Regions from separate parts of the Mus musculus genome. Here regions 1, 2, 3, 5, 6 and 7 are each linked to region 4. Evidence: chromatin contacts called from public promoter capture Hi-C data. All regions are on one chromosome and are shown on one strand. The core of a region is the stretch at or near the end of the contact, and the rest is flanking DNA. Distances in the headings are between cores, read along the strand shown.

What was found. Promoter capture Hi-C pulls out the DNA fragments that hold promoters and counts their contacts.
Region 1: a promoter capture Hi-C map of pre-B cells shows a contact between it and region 4, with 5 times the contacts expected there. The contact joins the promoter of Ticrr here to the promoter of 2900076A07Rik in region 4. A contact is called at or near these places in 2 of 39 promoter capture datasets (liver and pre-B cells) and 1 of 115 datasets of contacts at active chromatin or transcription factors (thymic regulatory T cells).
Region 2: a promoter capture Hi-C map of liver shows a contact between it and region 4, with 4 times the contacts expected there. The contact joins the promoter of Mesp1 here to the promoter of 2900076A07Rik in region 4. A contact is called at or near these places in 3 of 39 promoter capture datasets (liver and pre-B cells).
Region 3: a promoter capture Hi-C map of liver shows a contact between it and region 4, with 6 times the contacts expected there. The contact joins the promoter of Plin1 here to the promoter of 2900076A07Rik in region 4. A contact is called at or near these places in 6 of 39 promoter capture datasets (hematopoietic stem and progenitor cells, hippocampal neurons, liver and 2 more) and 2 of 9 other capture datasets (adipose tissue and liver).
Region 5: a promoter capture Hi-C map of liver shows a contact between it and region 4, with 5 times the contacts expected there. The contact joins the promoter of Kif7 here to the promoter of 2900076A07Rik in region 4. A contact is called at or near these places in 2 of 39 promoter capture datasets (both in liver).
Region 6: a contact with region 4 is called in a promoter capture Hi-C map of liver, with 7 times the contacts expected there. The contact joins the promoter of Mesp2 here to the promoter of 2900076A07Rik in region 4. A contact is called at or near these places in 3 of 39 promoter capture datasets (liver and pre-B cells) and 1 of 115 datasets of contacts at active chromatin or transcription factors (embryonic stem cells).
Region 7: a promoter capture Hi-C map of liver shows a contact between it and region 4, with 4 times the contacts expected there. The contact joins the promoter of Anpep here to the promoter of 2900076A07Rik in region 4. A contact is called at or near these places in 2 of 39 promoter capture datasets (both in liver).

Annotation. Positions count from the first base shown.
Region 1 is chr7:79,658,664-79,661,979 of GRCm38.p6, forward strand. Ticrr (TOPBP1-interacting checkpoint and replication regulator) reads left to right here and starts at 1,533. Exons shown (of 22, transcript NM_029835.1): 1 at 1,533-2,339. The coding sequence starts at 1,677.
Region 2 is chr7:79,792,194-79,795,068 of GRCm38.p6, forward strand. It overlaps Mesp1 (mesoderm posterior 1), which reads right to left and starts at 1,397. Exons shown (of 2, transcript NM_008588.2): 1 at 672-1,397; 2 at 48-398. The coding sequence starts at 1,334. The coding sequence ends at 330.
Region 3 is chr7:79,731,321-79,734,416 of GRCm38.p6, forward strand. It overlaps Plin1 (perilipin 1), which reads right to left and starts at 1,456. Exons shown (of 9, transcript NM_001113471.1): 1 at 1,422-1,456; 2 at 777-835. The coding sequence starts at 821.
Region 4 is chr7:81,521,974-81,525,221 of GRCm38.p6, forward strand. 2900076A07Rik (RIKEN cDNA 2900076A07 gene) reads left to right here and starts at 1,577. Exons shown (of 4, transcript NR_160675.1): 1 at 1,577-1,703.
Region 5 is chr7:79,714,362-79,717,581 of GRCm38.p6, forward strand. Kif7 (kinesin family member 7) reads right to left here and starts at 1,346. Exons shown (of 19, transcript NM_001291222.2): 1 at 1,304-1,346.
Region 6 is chr7:79,809,310-79,812,572 of GRCm38.p6, forward strand. It overlaps Mesp2 (mesoderm posterior 2), which reads left to right and starts at 1,418. Exons shown (of 2, transcript NM_008589.2): 1 at 1,418-2,450; 2 at 3,220-3,263. The coding sequence starts at 1,620.
Region 7 is chr7:79,846,798-79,849,817 of GRCm38.p6, forward strand. It overlaps Anpep (alanyl (membrane) aminopeptidase), which reads right to left and starts at 1,413. Exons shown (of 21, transcript NM_008486.3): 1 at 1,348-1,413.

The DNA of each region.
Region 1 (3,316 bases), core at 283-2,782, 1.9 Mb before region 4:
ATGAGGGGCTGAAGAGATGGCTCAGTGGATTAAAGCATTTGCTGCACCTCCAGAAGATCTGGGTTCGATTCCCATCATGCAAGGCTGACTCACAATCAGCTGCAACTCCAGTTCCAGGGGATCCAACACCCTATTCTGATCTCTGAGCACAGGCATGCACATGTGCAAAACGCCCATACACACACACACACACAAAAAAAAATCCACTGGCCAGAGATGAGACCAAGAGGGAGCATACTTGCTAACAACATGCCAGGCTGGGAGTTCCATCCCTAGCAACACCTCCCTGCCCCCATATACAATAAAGTTAAAAAGAAAGCGGGAGGGGGGAGGAGGAAGACACGAATGAGTGTTGGAGATGTTGGTTCAGTGCTTGACTGTCCAGCATTCAGGAAGTCTTGGGTTTGATCCCCAATACCCCATAAACTGCGTTTGGTGCAGGGGCATGTCTACAGTCCCAGAACTAGGAAGGTGGAGGCAGGATGATCAGAGAAGTACAAGGTACAGTTTGAGGCCAATTTGGAATATAAAAGAAAGTCACAAAAACAAACACACAACAAAAACAAGTAAAACAAAACCAAGACTTCAGAAAACACTAATCTACTGAATGGATGAGCTGTAAGAAGGCGGGTGCTGGAAATCGGACGTTCTAGTGTTTTTTTCTGCACCCATTGGACTGGCTTGCGTACTCTCTGGTGTGTTCACTCCTTAGTTTGTAAAACAGCCTCCCCAGGTGCTCTGCAGACGTCTGATTAGGTATCTTTATATTACATTTTCCTACCTAGGACCCGTATTGCTCTTCTGTCACTTCTCTTTCTTCCCGAAAACACTTCCCTGCCTTCCAGACCTTTACAATAGAGTATCCGAGGTCCTTCCACTATGCTCCAGCCTTGCTAAGTAGCCCCTGCTGGCTTGGAACCTGCGATCCTCCTACCTCCGTCCCTCGAGTTTGAGGATTATGAAATGTTCCTTTCGTCTTTTACAGAAAAAAAAAATTAAGCCCTCCGTCATAGGCTAAAAGACTTAAGAGTAGTCTAAAGTGAACTTGACTCAAGCATCCTAAACCCCTCACTGTGCACATCCCAGGCTTCAGGGTTCTAGTAAACACGCCCCGCCTTCCGCAGGCGACACACACACTCACGTACGCGCGCGCGTGTACAGACACACACACACACACACACACACACACACACACACACACACACACTCACTCACACTCACACTCACACACTCACACTCACACACTCACACTCACACTCACACTCACATCTGCGCACAGTAGCCCAAACGAAGGCTTCCGCGCCCACCGCCACGCCCCCGAAGTACCGCCTCTTTAAATTTTAAAACGAAGGCTCAGGCCAATGAGAACTACATTTCTCCCGGAACTCAGCGCCCCGCCCACCGCCACACCCTCCACCAATCAAGCGGAGGTCTTCCACACGCCTTCCAGTTAGGGTTAAAGAGGGAAGTGCTTACGTAACTTACGTTCAGCCTGCAGCCAATAGGAGCCGAGTTTGGGTACCAGCTCCTCCAATAGCTGCAGCTGTCGGAGAGCGCGGGAGCCTTCGGAGCAGGGCCTCAGAGAAGCGGGCAATGGCGCTGGTTCTCTGAAGAGAGTGCTTTACCTCAGGAAGGGCCACGCGCGGCCGGGCAGAGGGAGTCCCGTGGCGGCCGAGATGGCCTGCTGTCACAAAGTGATGCTGCTGGTGGACACAGCGGGCGTCTCTGCTCCTCATAGCCCGGCCCGACGCGCCGCCCTCCGGCTCCTCACTTACCTGAGCTGCCGCTTCGGCCTTGCCAGGGTCCACTGGACCTTCAAGTTCTTCGACTCTCAGGGGGCACGGAGCCGGCCCTCCCGCGTGTCCGACTTCCGCGAGCTGGGGAGCCGCTCCTGGGAGGACTTCGAGGAGGAGCTGGAGGCCAGGCTGGGGGATCGCCCTCCCGGAGCTCACCTGCCGGGCCCGACGCCCAGAGCCACCCACACGCACGGTGCCCTGATGGAGACGCTGCTCGACTACCAGTGGGACCGGCCGGAGATCACGTCGCCCACCAAGCCGATCCTGCGGAGTAGCGGCAGGAGGCTGCTGGACGCCGACGGCGAGGCCAGGGAGGCCCAGGCCGCGCTCGGGGGCTTTGGGAACGCCGTCTTCCTCCTGGCGCCCTGTCCTCACTCGCAGAGGGAGCTGCTTCAGTTCGTGTCCGGGTGCGAGGCACAGGCTCAACGCGTGCCGCTCACCCCCAAGCAGGTGATGGAGAAGGTGTTGCCCAAGAGAGTCCAAGAGGTTATGATCGCCCGAAATATCACCTTGTACTGGGTGGACACCACCGAGCGATCTAAGGTAAGGTGAGAAGCAGTCTGGATCCGGTCCGCAACTCCCCGACAGCTGAACTTGTCAGGCTCCGTAAAGTGCCACAGACCCAGAATGAACCCCGTGTGCCTTCCGAGGGAAACCCTTGCGGGTCGCAAAGGACAGCGTTCCTCCAACAAAATGGGTAGATTCTGGGTACCTATTAAATCCGAGTGTGGAAGAGCCTCTGCGCTTTGGTACCTGGGTGCTTTTGCGTCCTTAGTTTTGCTACACAGCACTTGTATTCCAGCATGGTGGAAGCCTGGTTCAGCCAGGCTACAGGACTTGGCCGCTTGTTTTGTCTAGTGCTGCTGTGTCTTCCTGGACCTCTAATCCTCTCCCTCTGAGGCAGTAGAAACCTCTCTTAACCTTTGTTGTTGGCCCGGCCTGATGACGCCCCAGCCCTCAGGAGGCAGAGAGGCAGGTCTCTCTCTAGTTCTAGCCTCCATCCAGGTCTATGCAGAGAGGCCCCATCTCCAAAACAAAAGCAAACCCCTTTGTTGTTGTGGCCTGTGCTCTTTCTCTATTGTGTTCCAGTTGGACACACCAGACACACCTGTCATCTTCCATTTATTCTAAAAACACCACCTCAATGACTGTCCATGGAAAGCTGAGGCAGGACTGTCACAGTGCAGGGCTAGCCAGGGCTGCTAGATCTTGTTTCAAAAAAAAAAAAAAAAAAAAAAAAGCAAACAACAAAAATCTCACAGTTACAGGTCTTAACTCCGTTTTGTATTTCCCCACAATTTAACATTGTGTTGAGGAAATATTTGCTGATTAAATTAATCACTTTTGGGGGGAGGGGGAGGTTCGAGATAGGGTTTCTCTGTGTAGCCCTGGCTGTCCTGGAACTCACTTTGTAGACAAGGTTGGCCTTGAACTCAGAAATCTACCTGTCTCTGCCTCCAAAGTGCTAGGATTAAAGGCGTGGGCCACCACTGCCTGGCTATTTTCGGGGTGTGTGTGTG
Region 2 (2,875 bases), core at 147-2,646, 1.7 Mb before region 4:
TCCCACACACCCCCAAATAAGGAAGAAAGAAAAATAAACCCTCCAAATGACACTAGCACAATCGGTTTATTCACAAATAAATAAATACACACCAGGCAAAGCTTGTGCCTGCTTCATCTTTAGAGCGTGTACCCTATTGGGCGCCTCCTTCCAAGGAGGGTTGGAATGGTACAGTCTGGATGAGGGCCAGCTCCCACCCCGGGATGCCCATGTTGGTATCACTGCCGCCTCTTCCAGGATCTACTCCCTCCGAAGGTGCCAAGACCAAAGGAAAAGTGTCTGTGCTCAGACAGGGTGACAATCATCCGTTGCATTGTCCCCTCCACTCTTCAGGCAGGCGGCCACTCCTGCGGCGGCGTCCAGGTTTCTAGAAGAGCCAGCATGTCGCTGCTGAAGAGCTGCAGGAAGAGTGAACAGCGCCACAATCAACACCTGCCCCAGGGTCAGGTCCGCGCTCATCCGCTCCACGCTCAAGGTTAAGCGAGCAAGCAAAGCGTCCTTAATCCCTGCCTGTCCAACTCCCACCCTGTTCGGACACCCAGGGCACACGGGGATGCGCCCAAGGGAGATCCTGAGTGCAGCAGAGAGGCTGGTCCGCGACGTGGGGCTGTGCGTCGCGCACCAACAGTAGGGGGCGCCACCTCGACAGTGTGGGGGAAGGGGTTACTAACCGGAGATGAGGGACTGGGCTCCATTTCCTGCCTTTCCTGGGATGCTGTTTCTGCGTACAGGAACGATGGGTCCCACGATTCTGCGGCGACTCGGGGTCTAGGGTAGGCAGGCGGGGATCCCCACGACACCCCGCTGCAGACGGCCGGGCTTAAACGGGGACCGAGCGACTGCGACTGCGCCAGGTCGCTGTCGGGGCACAGCGGGCAGCCTCGAGGTGACACCGCGTGCCGCTGTCGCCGGAGGTTGTCCTCGCTGAGTCCCAGCACAGCCGACAGGTGGCCAATGTAGCGGATGGCCAGGCGCAGCGTCTCGATCTTGGTCAGGTTCTGGCCGGTTGGTGCCACGGATGGCGGCAAGAAGCGGCGCAGCTCGTGCAGCGCGCGGGCGAGTGTGCGCATACGTAGCTTCTCCCGCTCGCTGGCGCTCTGCCGCTGTCCGCTACCCAGGCGGCTACCGTGCGTCCCGCGCCTACCCGGGGTCCCAGCACGCCGGGCCGGGCGGGCGCAGGGTGGTGCAGGGCTGCTGGCCTGGGCACCGTCCCACGGGTCCGAGGACCAGGCTGGGGAGCAGACGCTGTTCCCATCGGAAGGCATCGGTGGCTGCCGACCAGCGGGACTCAGGATCCAGGACTCGGAGCGCGGCTCGCACAGGGGCTGGGCCATGGCAGCGGAGGCCTGACCATTGGGTCCGCTGTAGCTTTATCCTGAGCCCTAGGTGTGAAGCGGGCCCCTTCCAGAATTCATCAGCATATCAAAGCCGGCTCGAGCCAGGAGGGGGGCAGGGCCTGAACCCTTTGAACCATAGCAGGGGCTCTGAGGTGCAGGACCCCTTAGTCCAGTCTGCTCCACCTGGACCATATTTGGGGCCTCAGTAAGTCAGGCACCTATGGCCAGGACTGCCAGTTGAAAGAACCATGCTCAGAGAACTGAAGTCTAGCTCCTAGGCTTAGGGTACACCTTCATTTATTAGGGACCCTACGCCATTTTTTTCCATCACTTTAATTTACAAATTGTATAACAAGAGACTTCGGGATTGCATTGGCCAACTGTGGACTAGGGACCTCTAGACACGGAGAGAACTCTAGTTCAGTCCTTCCCAGAGGCTTGGATGTGGCCTGTAGTCCTCCCTGATGTCCAGGCTATGGGAGGCACATTGAAGAAACCATCCCGACCGACCTGTGAGGTTGCTGGGGTGTCCGGGCAGGGGGAGAGGTGAGCCTGCCTCCCCACACTACAAGTCACTTCTAGTCTTGGCAAGATGGGGAGCTTGGTCCCCTTCCCAGCCCTCCCATGACTGGAGCTCTGCTGCTTTGGTCAGCTACAGTGAGTAAAAAGTCCTTTGACAAAACTCAACTCCTTGAGCTGGTGGCACACTTGGGAGGTGAAGGCAGGAGGGTCAGGAGTTCAAGGCCAGGCCTAGCTGTATATGGCCCAGGTTAACATGGGCTACATAAGATCCTGTGTTGGAAAAAACAAAACAAAACAAAACAAAACCCAAAAACCCTGAAAAGCAGAAACCTTCATCTGTCCCAATGGCAGTTTTATAATCTATTTCATAGGATGCTACCTGTTAGGTTCATAGGCTGCCTTTTATTTTTTAAAGATGTGTGTGTGTGTGTGTGTGTGTGTGTGTGTGTGTGTGTGTGTGTGCTGGTGCCCCCACACAGGCCAGAGGTGTCACGTTCCTTAGGATCGGGCCTTGCAGGCAATTGTAAGCTGCCTGAGGTGGCTTCTGGGAACAGAACCTTGGGTTCTTCAAGAGCAACATGTGCTCTTCTTAACTGCTGAGCCGTCTCTCCAGTGTTCTTCCTCCCACATCTTGAAACATGGTCTCATGTAGCCCAGGCTAGCCTCAAACTTACTCTAACCCAGCTGGCCTTTAGCTCCTGATCCTGCTGCCTCAGCTTACTGCAGTTGTGAGCCTGGCTGTTGAGGATGCCTGCTCTTACCATACCTGTTCAGTGTTGTACTGAATGAAGGGACTAGGTTGGAAAAATAAAGAGAAATAAATACAAATTGAGAGATTAAAGCAAACCTGTCCCCACTTATATGTGACATGCTTATTAATAAAGTCTCCAGAAGTTGGGCATACACGCACATGCCTGTAATTCCAACATTTGGAAAATGAAGGCAAGAGGAGTTTGGGCCAGTCTTGGCTGCAAAGTGAATTTGAAGCCATCCTATGCTACTGGACTGTCTCACCT
Region 3 (3,096 bases), core at 206-2,705, 1.8 Mb before region 4:
TTTCCATCCTGCAAGTGAGTCAGATATCAGAGGGAGAAAGGCATTCTGACTACAAGAGGAAACACCCTCTTTAACCGTCTGGAAATGGAAGAAGCCACTAATGGTTGGTTAGAAGGTTTAGCGTTTTTTGTGCTCCATTGACCCCTTTCTCATGACTTAGTACAAAGGAAGACAGTCGCCCTTAGTGCAGAGCTTAGTTAAAGCCTACTTTGGAATGAGTGTCCTCTCCTCCAGGGTCATACGCCTGAAGTTCACTCTCTGAACTGGGTCCAAATCAGAGAGGCCCTGGCAAAAGATGTCAAGGACACGTAAAAGTATCAGAATTACTCAAAATCGTGGCGAGAACTGGGCCAGAGCTAAACCCCGAACAGACTAAACTCCTAATTCATTCCCGCACATGGCAGCACAGGCTGTGTGCGGCAGAAGAGGATCAGGGGCTGAAGCCAAAGCCACAGAATGCGTGGGCTCTGTAGGACGCGCGCATCCTTCTGGGTGGTGAGCTTGTGCTTCTGGGTTTAGGACCAGGTGGCTTCTTTCCCTCTGTCTCTCCCGAGGCCCCAGCCGGCATTCCTATCCTTCTCTCCACGGTTCTTAGACCTCTATAGCTATCTCGCCCCTTCCCCCAAAACCCCTGTGAAAGGTGGCAAGGACAGAGACAGTGAGTTCAGAACCTAAGGTAGACATCTTGCTTGAAGTCTCCTGACTCTTCCTCTCTGCTCACCCCCCCACCCCCTTGGTGGCCCATTTCCCACCTCACACGAGCCCATGTCACTTACAGGGAGGTCTCCATCCAGCAGGGTTGGGCCCTTGTTCATTGACATCCTTACTCTCCACGCTGCAAAGCAGAATCCCAGATCTATCAGAAGCCCGCAGGCTTGTCTTTCACAGGCTCCCTCCCTCCCTCCCTCCCTCCCTCTCAAGGCCACCATCTAGCCATCTGGGAGCACAGCTGGCCTAGGTTGGAGGGCGAATGTTACATAGGAGAGATTGTTCCTTGGGGTCCCAACACAAGAAGTTTCCTGGTCTGCTCAAAATGAGCTCCGCATAATCTGTTCAAAATTGATGGTTTTTTTAAATTGCTCAAGAAAAATTAATGTAGGCAATTAGATAAAGATAATGAGATGAGAGAAATGGTTTAGGAAAAAATCTGTGACTGAAAGAGACTAAAGAATGAGTGTTAGGTAGAGCTTAGTCTTTTCTTCACCTTGCCAGCAAGGTTAAGCCTTCTCTCAGAGAGCTGTCTTATGGGTAAGCCACCGGTCCCTCTGTGCCCCTGGTCTCTCATTCTTCTCCTCAGGGGTCCCCCTGCAGATCTCTGCACCCCTTGGTCATTTCCCCCAGGTGCTCTTTCTCCCAGCTCCTTGCCTGTAACACCGAGAAAGCAGCTAGGTAAGGCAGACGCCCAAGGACCCCACACTCACTGCAGCAGACCGCCACCTCAGTCTCAGACAGCCCAGCTGTGGAAGGTCTCCTCCTCAGAAACACTTGCAGCCACTCCAGGGAATCTTGGGCAATGCCTCTCAGACCTCCCAGCTAGAGGAGGGCAAAGAGGAAGAGAAAGCTGGGCCGGCCCATTGCCTTAGCTGTCTGACCCAGGGTGTCCCCTGGGCTCACCCTAACTTCTATGGGGGATGTTTAGGCAATAAAGAGGTGGTTCTCAGAGCTGAAGGACTCATTTGTCAGAGCCCAGAGAAGTTCCAGAATATTTCTGGCTTTCAATGGACAGAAATTGCTTTCCATAAAGAAGCCACTGCAATGTGTGCCATTAAACTTCTAAACTCAAAGTTACATGTCATCCTATAATCTCTGGTCCCTTTCCTGAGAAGTTTCTATGGAACAATATTCAAACATTATTCCATCCTTTCTTGTTTGCTAGCAAGGATGACTATTGAGCAGCATGATTCAAACCCACACAGGGATAGGGTTCACCTTCATGTGTTAGTCTATAGCTATCAAGATCAATTACCTGCAAAAAAAAAAAAAAAAAAAAAAAAAAAAAAAAGACTAGATAGAGCAGTAAGAGTTGAGCTCTTAGTAACCAGGCTCCGCAGGAGATGTCTCATCCTCTGTAAACCCCCAGGGTTAAAGAAAACATTTTGAAGCTGGCTGTTGTGGCACGTGCCAGTAATCCCAGAACTCAGGAGGCTGAGATGGAATTGACAGTTTGAGGGTAGCCTGAGCTAAATAGCAAGCTCGTGTCTCATAAAGCTAGGGGCTGGGGGTGGAGCTCCATGCCAGAGTGCTTTCTGACCTGGCATGTGGAAAGCCCTGGTTTGATCTTCAGTACTGAGGAAAGGAAAGAGGGAGGGAGGGAGAGAGAGAGAGGGAGGGAGGGAGGGAGGGAGGGAGAGAGGGAGGGAGGGAGGGAGGGAGGGAGGGAGGGAGGGAGAGAGGGAGGGAGGGAGGGAGGGAGGGAGGGAGGGAGGGAGGGAGGGAGGGAACTTTACTTAGCCTGAGATGCCACCAGAACAAGAAGGAGGAGAACTATTTGGTTTTGTTCACTTATGTCTGGACAAGTAAAGGTGTTGACAGCTGGTTTGGTTGGTTGGTTGTTGGTTGGTTGGTTGGTTGCTGGTTGGCTGGTTGGCTGGTTGGTTGGTTTTGCCAACCAACAGCACCCAGACAGCCAAGAATTATCCGTTGCTATTCCTTCCTCAACAGGAACTCAAGCCCAAACTCAAACTTTAGTTTCTGATTAATGTTGATGGAGCACTGTGGTGCCAAGCTGTGTCTTTAGACCAACTAGAAAGGGCCTCGTAATCACAGTGAACGAGAGGACGGCAGCACGGTTAGTCCCTATTCACCAGAGTTGATGTTGTTGAGTCTACTAAGTTGTTAGTATGGGTAACAGGATGGAGAGGCACTGAGTAGGGTCACCAAAATGGCTCAGCAGGTCAAGGTGATTGCCACCAAGCCTGGCTGCAAAGTTCAATCCCTGGGTCCCAAAGAATTGAAGGAGAGAATTGACACTGGCAAGATGTCCTTTGACCTCCATATGCATGCTGTGACATTTGAGCATGTGTATAAGTGCGGGTGTGTCCAAGTGCACACGAATACACACATACACACACACACACACACACACACACACACACA
Region 4 (3,248 bases), core at 327-2,826:
TTCTGGTGTGTCTGAAGACAGCTACCATGTACTCATACTCATATACAATAAATAAATAAATAAATAAATAAATAAATAAATAAATAAAATACAGCATCCATGACAGCAAATCAGGCAAGTAAAGTATGTGCAACTTGATGCCCTGTACCAGGCAAAGGAGCCAGTGTGTGCCTGTGCCCAGTGTGTGCCTATGCCCAGTGTGTGCCTATGCCCGTGTGTACCTATGCCAGGGTGAGAAAAGCACAGGCCAAGCCTAGAAAGTGAGTGTAATGGTCTCACTCTGTAGCCCTGGCTCTCTGTCCGTCCTTCCTTCCTTCCTCCTCCTTCTCCTTTCTGCTTCTCACTGTATAGCTCTGGCTGGCTTGGAACTCTCCACGTAGACCAGTCTGGTGTTGAACCCTGAAGGCTGGTATTAAAGTAGTGTGCTACCATGCCCAGAAAAGTTACATCTTAAATGAGTAAGAGAAATGAAGTAGATTTGGCTCAAGCTGATAAACAAGGTAACATTTTTGCTCCTGATTTTGTATATTAAATCCAAAAGCCTTGTATGTTTGGACTGCATGTAAGGTCCTTTCATTACACCTATGTTTCTTATTTTGTTCTTTTTGCTTCAAATTCTGACCTCAAACTCGCAGCATCCAAATGAACTCTGAACTCATTGTTCTAAACCTGCTTACTTTTAGTTTACTTTAGCATTTGGTTTGCACATTCCTGGAGAACTCTGGCAGCTTACTAGGGTGCTCAGTAATTGCCGCCCCTGAAATCTTAAGTCTTTTCTGCAGCCTCACAATGTGAACTGGAATAAGCTGGGCTTTTTAATCCAACAGGATGGATGTCCTTGTAAAACACAGCAATAAGCAGAAATAAGGAGAACAAAGTTTGACAACAGAGTAGGGCCATGCTGCCTCAAGTCAAAGCACACACAGGATTTTTAGCGATCACCAGAAACTAAGTAAGGCAAAGATATCATATTCAAAATGACAGAGGAAGCCTACCTCTACCAAGGCGCAAATGTCAAATGTCTTTTGTTTTAGTCTCTCAACATTTGAGGTCTATCCTCAGGAAATTTATCCAAAAGTGATTTTACTTATCTTCCTAGACCCATGATCAAGGCTAGGAAGCTCTTGGTCCTTTCCTGGATGAATATGCATGGGCTTGCAACCAGGGGGAGTCAAGAGAGCGACTGAGTAAAGGTTACTGAGGTGCAGTGCACGCTTTGCTCTCTATAAGCAGGGTGGCAAGAATGAAGAACACTGAGAAGCTTAACAGCCAGGGCTGGGTAGCACAAGAACGCAGAGGAGTGTCGCAGGGGCGGGACGGCGTACTTCAGTCCCCAGGATGCCGCCTGCCAGGGGAGCAGAGAATAGCATACTCAAAACAATGCGGCAGCTCTCCACACCCACCCAGGAGCTACAAGCCGGCCCCCGAGTCTCCCACGATCCAGACGCCACGCAGCTAGACGCTAAGCAGCAGAGGACTCGCTCTGAGCATGCGCACTGGGAAGAGCCAAGCCCAGCCGCGCCGCGCGGTGCCTGACGTGGAACTTCCTCCCTACGGCTAAGAAGCCGGAAGTGGACTCATTTTCCACCGGAAGGAGGGAGAAATTATGACCGAGAGCCTGACACCTGATGCTAGCGGCTTTTGTCTCGCCAAGTTGACCCAGTATTTGGCCACCTTGTGCGGCGGGTGACTATGGTGTCCAGGTAAGTGGCTGACGTGGCAGGCGTCCCAGGAATGGGAGAAGAGATGGGTAAGCTGCCCGGCTATCGATCTTCCTTCTCTGTGTTTGTTTTTTCTCCATCTTTTTCAAAGAGGGTTGCTAGCCCACGGAATGGTGGGTAGATATGGAAGGAGAAATACGCGGTCACACAGACTGAAGTTAAATTAAGCACACACACATACGTACGTACATACATGCACACATACAAACACATATTCACATGCACAGAGCTGTTGAATATTGGCTCTGTAAATCCAGGCATTCCGAATCGATGACTCTTGCCTGAGGGAGGAATCACCTGTTGCAGTAATTTTAGCGCCCGTGAGCACATGCACACGCAGTGGGTGATTTTTAAGTTTCTTGAATGTGTCAGCAAAGGCATTTAATGTTAGAAAAGGGCAGCAAGGAGGCGGTGGAAAGTTGCATGGTTTGTTGAGGACAGATTCTAAAATCCCATAGAATTCTTGTACAAAGGAGTTTTTATATTGCTTTCTGATGGTGTGCGTGGATGGGTAGGAGGTTGGAAAATTGAAGGAGTGAAGACAGTAGTGAGGTGCACTTAGATACTAGCCTGATGGCTTAGTAGTTAAGAGCATTTGTGGCACTTCCAGAGGCTCTGAGTTTGGTTCCCAGCACCTATATCAAATCACTTGTACCTCAGGACCCAAGGAGTCCAACACACTATTCTGGCCTCCTTGAGCACCACACACATATGTCATTCACTCACAAAGACACGAACATACATATATATAAAGCTTAGATAAGGTGTGAGTCCACCAAAGGAAAGTCATTCGTCAGCCATCAACATGTTTGACCCTGTAGATCAGTGGGTCACAACCGTGGGTCACAACCCCTTTGGGATCAAATGACCCTTTCACCTAAGGGGTCACCTAAGACCACTGGAAATACAGACATTACATTACAATTCAAAACAGTAGCAAAATTACAGTTATGAAGTAGCAACAAAAATAATTGTATGTTGGGGTCACCACAACATGAGGGTATTAAAGTCACAGCATTGGGAAGGTTGAGAAGTGCTGCTCTCGATGGAGATGAGTTTGCCGTGTCTGCCGTTCCCGGTGTACTGTGTAGCAACAGAAGGCAAACATGGGAATCTTCCTTACCTATTGCCTGTTATTGCATAGAAAACCCTGGGGGTCTTAAGCAAGATCTGAGCTCCCCCTAGAAAGCTTGTAGCGGAATACTTATTTGTGCGCTCACTATGGCTTTGTGCTGGCAACCTGTAGAACTTTACCCTAGCCTCTTTATGGGAAATTCACTATAAAGAATTTGTAAGTTGCCTACAAGTCGAGGAGAGATGCTGTAAAGTTCACTGTAATCAGTCTCTCTCTGTCTGTCTGTCTGTCTGTCTGTCTGTTTGTAGGTAATATGACATCTGGTGCTTGTGTAGCTTTAGGTTTGCCCTGCATTAATGCTGCCAGCTCAAGTGGACCCTGAGTTATTGCTATTATCTTTCTTATACTACAGTGGAAACATGTAGGACAGTGGAAACCTGTCAAGGAAGGGA
Region 5 (3,220 bases), core at 96-2,595, 1.8 Mb before region 4:
GCCAAAAAATAAAAAATAAAAAAAGCCCCAGCACTTGATATCTCCGGTTTTTGTGTTCCAGCTGTCCCACTCCCCCTTCTAAGTCTCTACCATTGCTCCTCCCTGAAACTGCTTGACACCTGCCCATCTTCTTCAAAGAAGCCAAAAGATCCTTCAAGACCAAATTCCTATCACTAAACTCTGCCAGTTCTTTTTTTTTTCCATTTTTTATTAGGTATTTAGCTCATTTACATTTCCAATGCTATACCAAAAGTCCCCCATACCCACCCACCCCCAACTCTGCCAGTTCTATCTCCTAAGTATCTCTCAAGATTATCAGCTACACTCCTCATCCTGTTGCCAAAACCAGTCATGCTGCTGACACCCTGAAGGGATAACTTCTGCCTGCTCCCTTTCCGAGTTTCAGTCTCCCCGACCTCTCCAACCGCGCAGTCTAGAGCATCTTTCAAAAACACAGTTGTGACAGTCTCATTTTTACACCCCACTAACAATAAAGGAAGCTTAGAACACACTCCCTACCTTCCCCATCTCCTGAATACCATGCCTTTCCTCTCAGGCCATCAACCTCTGTGTTACCATCTTCATCCACCCACGCTTGGGCTGGGCTCACCTTCCCCACAGGGCCAGGGAAGCTGCTCTGCTCTGTCCCATCACCACTACAGACAGCCCTTTGTGCTGCCCACATCAGACACTGACCACACGGATGCCAGAGCCAGAGTCTCTCTCCCCATGGAAAGCAAGAACCCTCTTTGTCTATTTCGAACTCTATCATCAGCACCCAGCACAGGGTACAATACTATCTAGCAATCCGTGAGGACCCCTCCCGCCCCCAATCTCGCCTTCTCCTTTCTCACCACATTCTTCAACCGCAGTATCCCACGCTACACTTCGTTGTTTTCGTATTTACTGTTTAGCATCTCTGCTTGTATAACCGCTCATTCATTCGGTTCTGGTTAGGTGCTGGAGCCTGGGTACACAGAGGTAACAGTGCCTGGCGGCACTCCAATCCCCAGGTAGACTCTGGAGCTGTGTGTGGTCCCGGCTTCTCCTTCCCCACAATCAAGGCTCCGAGCCTCAAAGGCGCCCTGACAACTCCACCCGCGCGATCGGCCTCTGGGAACAGGCCCTCCCGGAAAGTTTGCAAAAGTGATTACAAACGTGGACCCTCGCAGGCTGCTCCTCCTGGCCCGGCCCGCCCAGTGAGGGAGCTCGCAGTAAGCTGAGGGGCACAGATGGGGGGCTGCTCAGTCGCCTCCCGGGTGAGCCCTGTCTAGCCCTCCATCCCCTCGGGACCCACACCCACCTGCCAGAGTGCGAGCGCAGTCCCGGGACGCGCAGCCAAGCTCGGCGCCCCGACCCGGCGCGCTCCGATGCCGTCATCGGGACCCCCGCCCCCCCAAACATCCCTCCCTTCACCCGCAACCCCGCCTGCCCCGGCGCTCGGGGGCGGAGGCGCAGGCAGGGCGCCTCCAAGTCGGTCCGCAGACGGGGCTGGGCGGGCCCTCCTATGGGGGAGGGGCGGGCCTCTGCCGGGGGGCGGGCCCAGGGAAGCAGCCAGTGGCTTCTCTTCAGGTCTTAGAAAACTGGGAAATCGGCACCAGACATCTGTCTTCTCATAGACCCACTTCTTTCTTTCTGCTCCCAGGGTTAAGCCATAATCCTCATTAAAAACAAAACGTAACAACAACAAAACCACCTTCCCTAGGAAGTTTTAGTTCCTAAAACTATGTCTCATTTTAGGATTTATGAGATTCAATCGCAGTTTAGAGTCACTGTCAAGGGACACTTGTCATCCAGAGAGGCAAAGCTGGCTGTCCATCTCTTTGACTGGAAACACCATGCTTTGTTGAATTTGTAATTCAAATCTAGAATCCAAGCCAGGGTGAGTGGCCCATGCCTATAATCCCAGAACTCTGCAGAATCCTTGAGCAGCAGGGGATCAGCACCATCCTGGCTACAGAGGTGTAGCCTCTGGACAAACACAAAAATAAAAAATCTGGAAAGCAGACTGGGAGAGGCAGAGTGGGGCATTTGCCTAGCATGAGGGAAGTCTTGTTTTTTTATCCCAAGTACCACGAATAACCACCACCATCCCAGAATACATATTTATCACTTAAAACACCACTAAAGAAAAACAAATTTTGATAGATGTATTCAGATGACTGCCTGCTATAGAGGCAGCATAATTAAAGGCTGCAGAAATGTCCAGTTCTCCCAGATCTATATGAGAAAACACTCAGCCCCATACAGTAGAATCACAGCCTGAAGTGAGGCCAATGATGAGGCCATGTGGTGTCTCATTGGTAAGATAAGCAGGGGCCGGGGGTCCCTGATAGGCATATTCTCTCCCTTGGTGACACAGATACAGGCCAGATTAGACCAGATTAAAAGTAGATACAGGCAGGTTTATTAGGAGGCAGATCTCTGGTGGGTTCACCGATCTCACAGGTGGAGGTCAGTGACGTCACACATCCGCTAAAGCAAGGGGCTTTTATAGAGTTTAGGTGAGGAGTGCCAGCAAGGAGCTGGGGTGATGTTCACACATGGTCAAAAACTGAGCCCCTGGGTGGGCACTCTTGGGTGGGTTGCTGGCAACGGGGAGCCCAAGAGTGATAAAGTGATGATGTGTTAGCCAGACATTTTCTCTGGGAGGGCAGAGTTGGAGGAAAGGAGGGCAGATGGGTTTCCCAACTTGTGCAGGGCACGGGCAGGAGTTCCAGACTAACAATCCCCAGCAGGTTGAGTCAGGGGCAACAACAGTGCCTGCTCTCCCACATGTATGATCTGTCATCTACAGACACTAAGTACCCAGAGGAGTGAGGGAGCATCACCACGTGGTGTGGCATGCTCTTGGGATCAAGTGATCTGTCCCTAGGTTCTTTCCTTCACTTCCTGTATGTCACGTGCTCTGCTCATCCCTGAGCTAAGCTCCGACAGGGTGATGGCCCTATAGGGCCTCAGGAGATGACAGACTGAGGAGCCATCCACAACCATATCCTAGACTTTTCAAATAGGAGTATAAGGAAGGGCCACCAAGAGGACACCAGGCAGCTCTCTGTTAGATGCATGAGAGCTGATGCTTGGGAGCCACCAGAAGTTGTGGCACTTCCTATAAAATACAGTTCCGTGAAGGAGATAAAGCAATAGGGCAATGCAGGCTCAGCTAGAGTGGAATTGCAGCTAGAGGCTCAGCATGCTGTGGAATTGCACGGTGGGTCCC
Region 6 (3,263 bases), core at 168-2,667, 1.7 Mb before region 4:
CTGGGACTTGAACCCAGGTCCTTTGCAAGAGCAACAAGTGCTCTTAACCACTGAGCCATCTCTCCAGTCCTCTAAAGTATTCTTGTCACACTCACCTTGACTGATATTTTAGATTACTTTACCCTTCTGCTCAAAAGTCAAAGAGGCTCCCCGTGGCCTTGAGAGTAAAACCAACTCAGCCTGGTTCCAGACGTGCCTGGCCCTCCCACCTCCAGGCCTTTCCCTTCTGGAAATGTTCTCTGTGTCCCCTCTCCCTAATGAAACAATGCTCTTGGTTCAAGACCCAGCTGGACCTGCTCAGCCTCGGTGGCTAAGGCCTGACTGCGCCAAAAGCTCATTTAACCCTTAGCTTTCTGTCCTGGAGATGATGCAGGGTATGGGTGCCTTGTTTCAGTTGCAGTTGATGCTCAGGAGAGCCTGTCCTTGGCTTTTATTACCTCAGCTGTTTCTCACAGAAGTTCTGGGAGCAGATGCCATACTTAGCTGTTTTGCTAATCAGGACAAGCTCAGGCAGGTTAAGGGCCCTGCATATAATAAGCAAATGTGTGCCCATAAACACTTTGAAATGTTAGTGCCTGGGTTTGATTTGTTTTAGTTTTTTGAGACAGGGTTTCATGTAGCCCAGGCTGGCCTCAAACTTTCTATGGACTTGAACTCCTCATCCTCTGGCCTCTACCTCCCAAGGGCTTGGACTATAGCCATGAGTGGTCACCGGTGGCAGTACTGGGTTTATTTGTTTGATTGATTTTCTTTTCTGGAACAAGTTCTTGATGGGTACAGGTTGACCTCACCTCCCTCCAATTCTCCTGCCTCAGTCTCCCAAGTGCTAAATTACGGGTATATGGACCACACCTGTATCAGTCCCTTCTTTATAAAGTGTAGGCACAATGAAAGCCCATAGCAAGCAATTTCAGGATTAATCCAGGGAGGGCTGGAAGTCATTCTGTGCAGCAATTCCTACTGAGATGAGCTCAAAGAAATTAGGTGGCTTCAAGGTGACACAAAGCTTCAAGTTGGCTTTGGCATCCACCTCCTTCCATTTCCACTTCCCAGCCTGGAACCCTCCAGGCTGCTGGGTTCCATTTTTAGTGGGTACAGATACTGTGGTCAGTGAGAGTTTCTAAGTGTATACAGCAAATTGGCTAATGGGGGAACCTGAGGAAGCCCCACTGTGCTGGTCGGAACCAGCACAGGCATAGCCCATTAAAGGCTAATGATGAAGGGTGGCCACTCTGTAAGTGAACCAGAGGCACGGGATAGACATCCAGGTACCCAGCAGCCATCTACCGTGGTGGTGGGTTCGGGTGTATTCACCCTGCAGTAGCAGGGCGGAGTGAAGGTGGGGGCTCGGTGAGAAGCTTAGCAACTCCATCCAGATGCGAATTGTCTCTCCCACACTTCCCGGCAGCAGGGGCCTCCATTAGAGCCTTCGAGGGGTCAGAATCCACACCTCTGCAAATGGGCCCGCTTTCCCAGGGCCCCCCTGCCCAGACCTTCCCTGGGCTCTGTGGGTTTTGACACCTCTCTGCAACCTGGCAGGGGACCACCTCACACCTTTAGTCCAGATAAAAGCTAGGACCTGGAGGTGACCGGTCCAGCTTCCCAGAGTCACACCAGCCATGGCCCAGTCGCCTCCTCCTCAGAGCCTCCAGGGTCTCGACCACTGGGTCTTCTCCCAGGGCTGGGGCTGGGCTCAGCAATCGGACTCCACGTCTCCGGCCTCGTCCTCAGATTCGTCCGGTTCCTGCCCTTGCTACGCCACCCGTCGGCCCTCGCAGCCCGCCGGCCCGGCCCGTAGCACGCGCACTACCCAGGCGACGGCGCCCCGACGAACGCGCCCAGCGCCCGCAGGCGGACAGCGGCAGAGCGCCAGCGAGCGCGAGAAGCTGCGCATGCGCACACTCGCCCGCGCGCTGCAAGAACTGCGCCGCTTCCTGCCGCCGTCGGTGGCACCTGCAGGCCAGAGCCTGACCAAGATCGAGACGCTGCGCCTGGCCATCCGCTACATCGGCCACCTGTCAGCCCTGCTGGGCCTCAGCGAGGACAGTCTGCGGCGCAGGCGCCGACGGAGTGCGGACGCGGCGTTCTCTCACCGATGCCCTCAATGCCCCGACGGTGGCAGCCCCTCACAGGCTCAGATGCTTGGTCCTAGCCTGGGATCAGCCATGAGTAGTGGGGTGTCCTGGGGGTGCCCGCCTGCTTGTCCTGGACCTCTGATCTCACCTGAAAACCTTGGGAACAGGATCTCCAACGTGGATCCCTGGGTGACACCTCCTTATTGTCCCCAAATACAGTCACCCTTACACCAGTCCCTAGAAAGAGCCGCTGACTCCTCTCCCTGGGCACCACCTCAAGCATGTCCTGGCATGCAGATGTCCCCAGAGCCTAGGAACAAGACTGGACACTGGACACAATCCACTGAACCTGCAGAGCTGACTAAAGTGTATCAGGTAGGTCCTAGGACCCCTGCCATTTTCATGGCTTCATTTGGAACTAAAGTGGACGGTCTCTCGTTTGTACAGGGTCTCCTACTCATCAGGTCCCAGGTTATCCAATGAAGGGATAGATGGAAATAGCCTTATTTACACCTGTAGGAGAAGAGATGAGGCCCCGGGAAGTTATAGCCACTGCCATAATTGCCACCTTTGCTGTGCAACAGTCACCACAGCTTGGTGAAGAGAGGATGGCCCTCGGATTTACACAGAGGCCAGGGTGGAAGGCGAGGGCCTTCACTAGCTGGAAATTCTAAGTTCAGTACATGAGTGAGGCCCAGGGGTATTGGCAGCACCTCCTAAATAGATCCTTCTGGAAGTGGTGACCTGAGTGTTTTCTTTGAGATGCGTTCATCCATAAATGACTTGTGGCCCATAAAAGATTATAGTGATGACTGGGTTTTACCAAGCACTCTCTGGTTGCTTTGTACTTTCCCTGTATCCGATTATACAGCTCTATGATGCGTTATGATGCTAATACAGCACCCCATTTTACAGGTGGGAAAACTGACATGAAGAAACTTCTCATAGCAGAGCTAGGATTTGAAGGTTGGCAGTGGGTCCCCAGAACCAGGATTCTTGATTTCTATGGTCCACTGTATGAGTTCCCCTGAGGCTATGCAGGCAGCACCAGCTACACTGGGGAACCAGCTACACTGGGGAAAGAGCCAGGTTTGAAATCTCCAGTCAGTGACCATGTCATACAACCCCCCTATTTCTCTTGCAGAGTCTTTCTGTGTCTCCAGAACCCTGCCTGTCCCTGGGAAGCCC
Region 7 (3,020 bases), core at 163-2,662, 1.7 Mb before region 4:
AGTGATACTCATAAGACGGGGGTCAGCAGAAACTGCTACAAACACAGTTCTGCAGAGGCCTTGCCCTGCCCTCATAGGTATAATCTATAGGATCCCTCAGCCTGAGGTGAGTGGCTACCAGCCTGCTGGGATTCTGGGCTGAAGGGCGAGCACCTTGCAGCGGCCCCCTCAGGAACTCTGCAGGGTATGCATGTGACCCTAGGTTCAAATCCTGTGGAGTTGGGGGAGAGTACCATAATCAAATCCAGAGGCTGAGGCAGGAGGATTGCCTAGAGATCCAAGCCAACCTAAGCTATACAGCTCATTGCTCAGGTATTCCACAATCCACCGTAGCCACAGTCCTAGTTCCTGTACCTGGCCTGTCACATGTAGGAAAAGCTCCCTTCCCCATGGGGAATTGTGGCCAGTCTTCCTGTTTGGTGCCGGGCCACCTCCTTCTTACTAGCCACCCACGCTGACAGAGGTGGGAGGCCACCTGCTCCAAGTTCTACTTTCACAAATAAACTGGCCAAGGTCCTGACATCCCTAGACCTCAGATCCATCAGTCACAGAAGTGCCCTGAAATCTCCCAACAGCACATGTCACTGGTATCCTCAGAGCAGGATTGGGTTTTAAGTCACCAAAGCCCAGACTCTCCAGGGCAGGCAGCCTGCCTTATTGGAGGTAGTCTATTTGGAAAGACCCCTCTGCTGAAAAAGCTTGGGTTGCCACCAGCTCTGCTCTCTGGAGGCCACCGCAGCAGAATCCTGGTGCGCATCCAGGAGGCATGCCTATCTATGCATGGGACGAGCACAGCAACCGAGGGTCTAGGATAAAGTCTAGTTCCCGTCTCCTCACAGAGGCTGGGGCACAGGGCCAGGGCCGCCGCTCTAACCCGACTGGGACTGTAGAGCAGAAACATGTGTCTTTGCTCCGTGACTTCCAGGGGTCAGCGTGCACCTTCTGTTCCACTCGCGCCATCCCTAGTCCTCTATACTTCAGCCATTCTGTATCCTCTCATCTCTGGCTCCGTCCTCTATGTGTCCCTCACCACCCGCCCTCTAACCCTTGAGTCTGGCCACCAGACTCCAGCTACCGTTCCTGGGCTCCAGCCACCCCTTTTTCTCCAGGCCTGGCCATCTTCTGTCACCAAGGCCGGAGCTTCCCTCGGAGCCCTGCAGACACCTGGAGGCCAAGAGCCGCTGGCACCCTCGGGGACTCACTCCAACAGCTTCGGCAGCTCCCGGACCTCAGTTTACCCATCTGAGTAGGGGCAGAAGCTTCAGTTGGCTCCCGCACCCCAGATGCCAAGCCCCACACCCGGTGTCCCCAAACTTCCGCAGCCCATGGCTGCCTTCCCACACTTGCCTAGGACTGCACGCTTCTCCGAGCTGCTCCTGCCTCGCCTCCGCCCGCCTGCTCTGGCGGGTTAAAGGGAAGTAACCCGAGCCCACCACCGCTCCGCCCGAACTACACCCGCCCCCCCCCACCCGGCTCCGCCCGCGCTCCTCCCCGCCTGCACGCAAACAGCCGCTCCCCCGACGGTGCGGCCCCTGGCCCCCAGCGCGCCAGACCCAGACCTCTCGCCCTCACCCACCCACACTTCGCGCCGCCGCTGTCCCAGTGTCTCGCCCACCACATCTGGGAGACATCTGCAGCTGGAGGGAGGGGCTCACAGCCTCAAAAGTTTACAGGATAATCCCCACAGTTCTGGAGGCTTTCCACAGAACTTAATCTGATTATCTTTTCTTCTTCTTCTTCCTTCTTCTTCTTCTTCTTCTTCTTCTTCTTCTTCTTCTTCTTCTTCTTCTTCTTCTTCTTCTTCTTCTTCTTCCTCCTCCTCCTCCTCCTCCTCCTCCTCCTCCTCCTCCTCCTCCTCCTCCTCCTCCTCCTCCTCTTCCTCCGAACTTATTATGTAGTCCAGGCCAAGCTCAAACTAGCAACAATCCTGCTTCACTGCTACACTTTTTCCATGAGCCTGGATCATCCACCAATTCTAACTTTTTCTTCCTTTCTCTTTCTCCCCTTCCTCCCTCTCTCCCTCTCTCCCTCCCTCCCTTATTTTCTTCTAGTACTGTGGTTTAAGTCCAGTGCCTCATGCGTACTAGATAAGTGCTCAGCCGTGAGCTACATCCTCAGCCCTTTTCTTTTTTCTTTTATTTCTTTTTAAAGGAAAGGGCTCACTGAATCATCCAGGCTGACCTTGAACTCACTGTAGCCCAGACTGACCTTGACTTCAGCCTCTCCAGGCCAAGCTCTGGCTAACTCTTGACACCTAGGCTGTCTTCAAGAAGTCAAAGTTATTAGAAGCCTCTAGCAAATAAAGGATTGCATCCAGGAGTTTATGCTTCTTGTCCCCATTCCGCTTCGAGATACTGTGTGTTCCAGGGCACTCCCTCCCTGGGCATCTTTTTTATTGGCAATTCAGGGTACCATTTCTATTAGTTTCCTATTGCTGCTATAATAACACAAACTTTAAAAGACACATGCTTATTCTCATACTGTTTATAAATCAGACTCACTGTACTGAAACTCGGGGTGTCCGTGGGAAGCTTCCCTTCTGGAAGCTCTAAGAGAGAGCATCTTTGTCTTTTCCGATGGCTAGAGGCACCCACATTCCTTGGCTTGAGGCCACCTTTGGAGCGAGGAGTGACCGGTGCTTCAACTCTCGGCTTTGTCATTCTGATACTGACTGGCTTCTCCCATGCGATGCACCCATATAATTCAAGGTGATCTCCCTGTTCCAAGGGAGACCCTGAGCTGTCGAACCCCATACCTCTACTTACCTGTAGGAACTCCGGTTTAGAGGCATCGTAAATGATGTCCTCTCTACATTCCCATCCTCTCCATTGCTAGACAGCTTAGCTCTACTCTTGCCCTACCTCATGGCCAGGGGGTTGCTATGCGATTGCCCTCCTACTGAGTCACACCTTGTCCCAGACTAGCCTTGTTTTCTTCTCAAACTGTCCCTTCTTTTGGGATCAGATGGCTGGGCCAGGGTGCCTTTAGGCAAAGCCATGAGGCAATTCTAACTGTTCTGC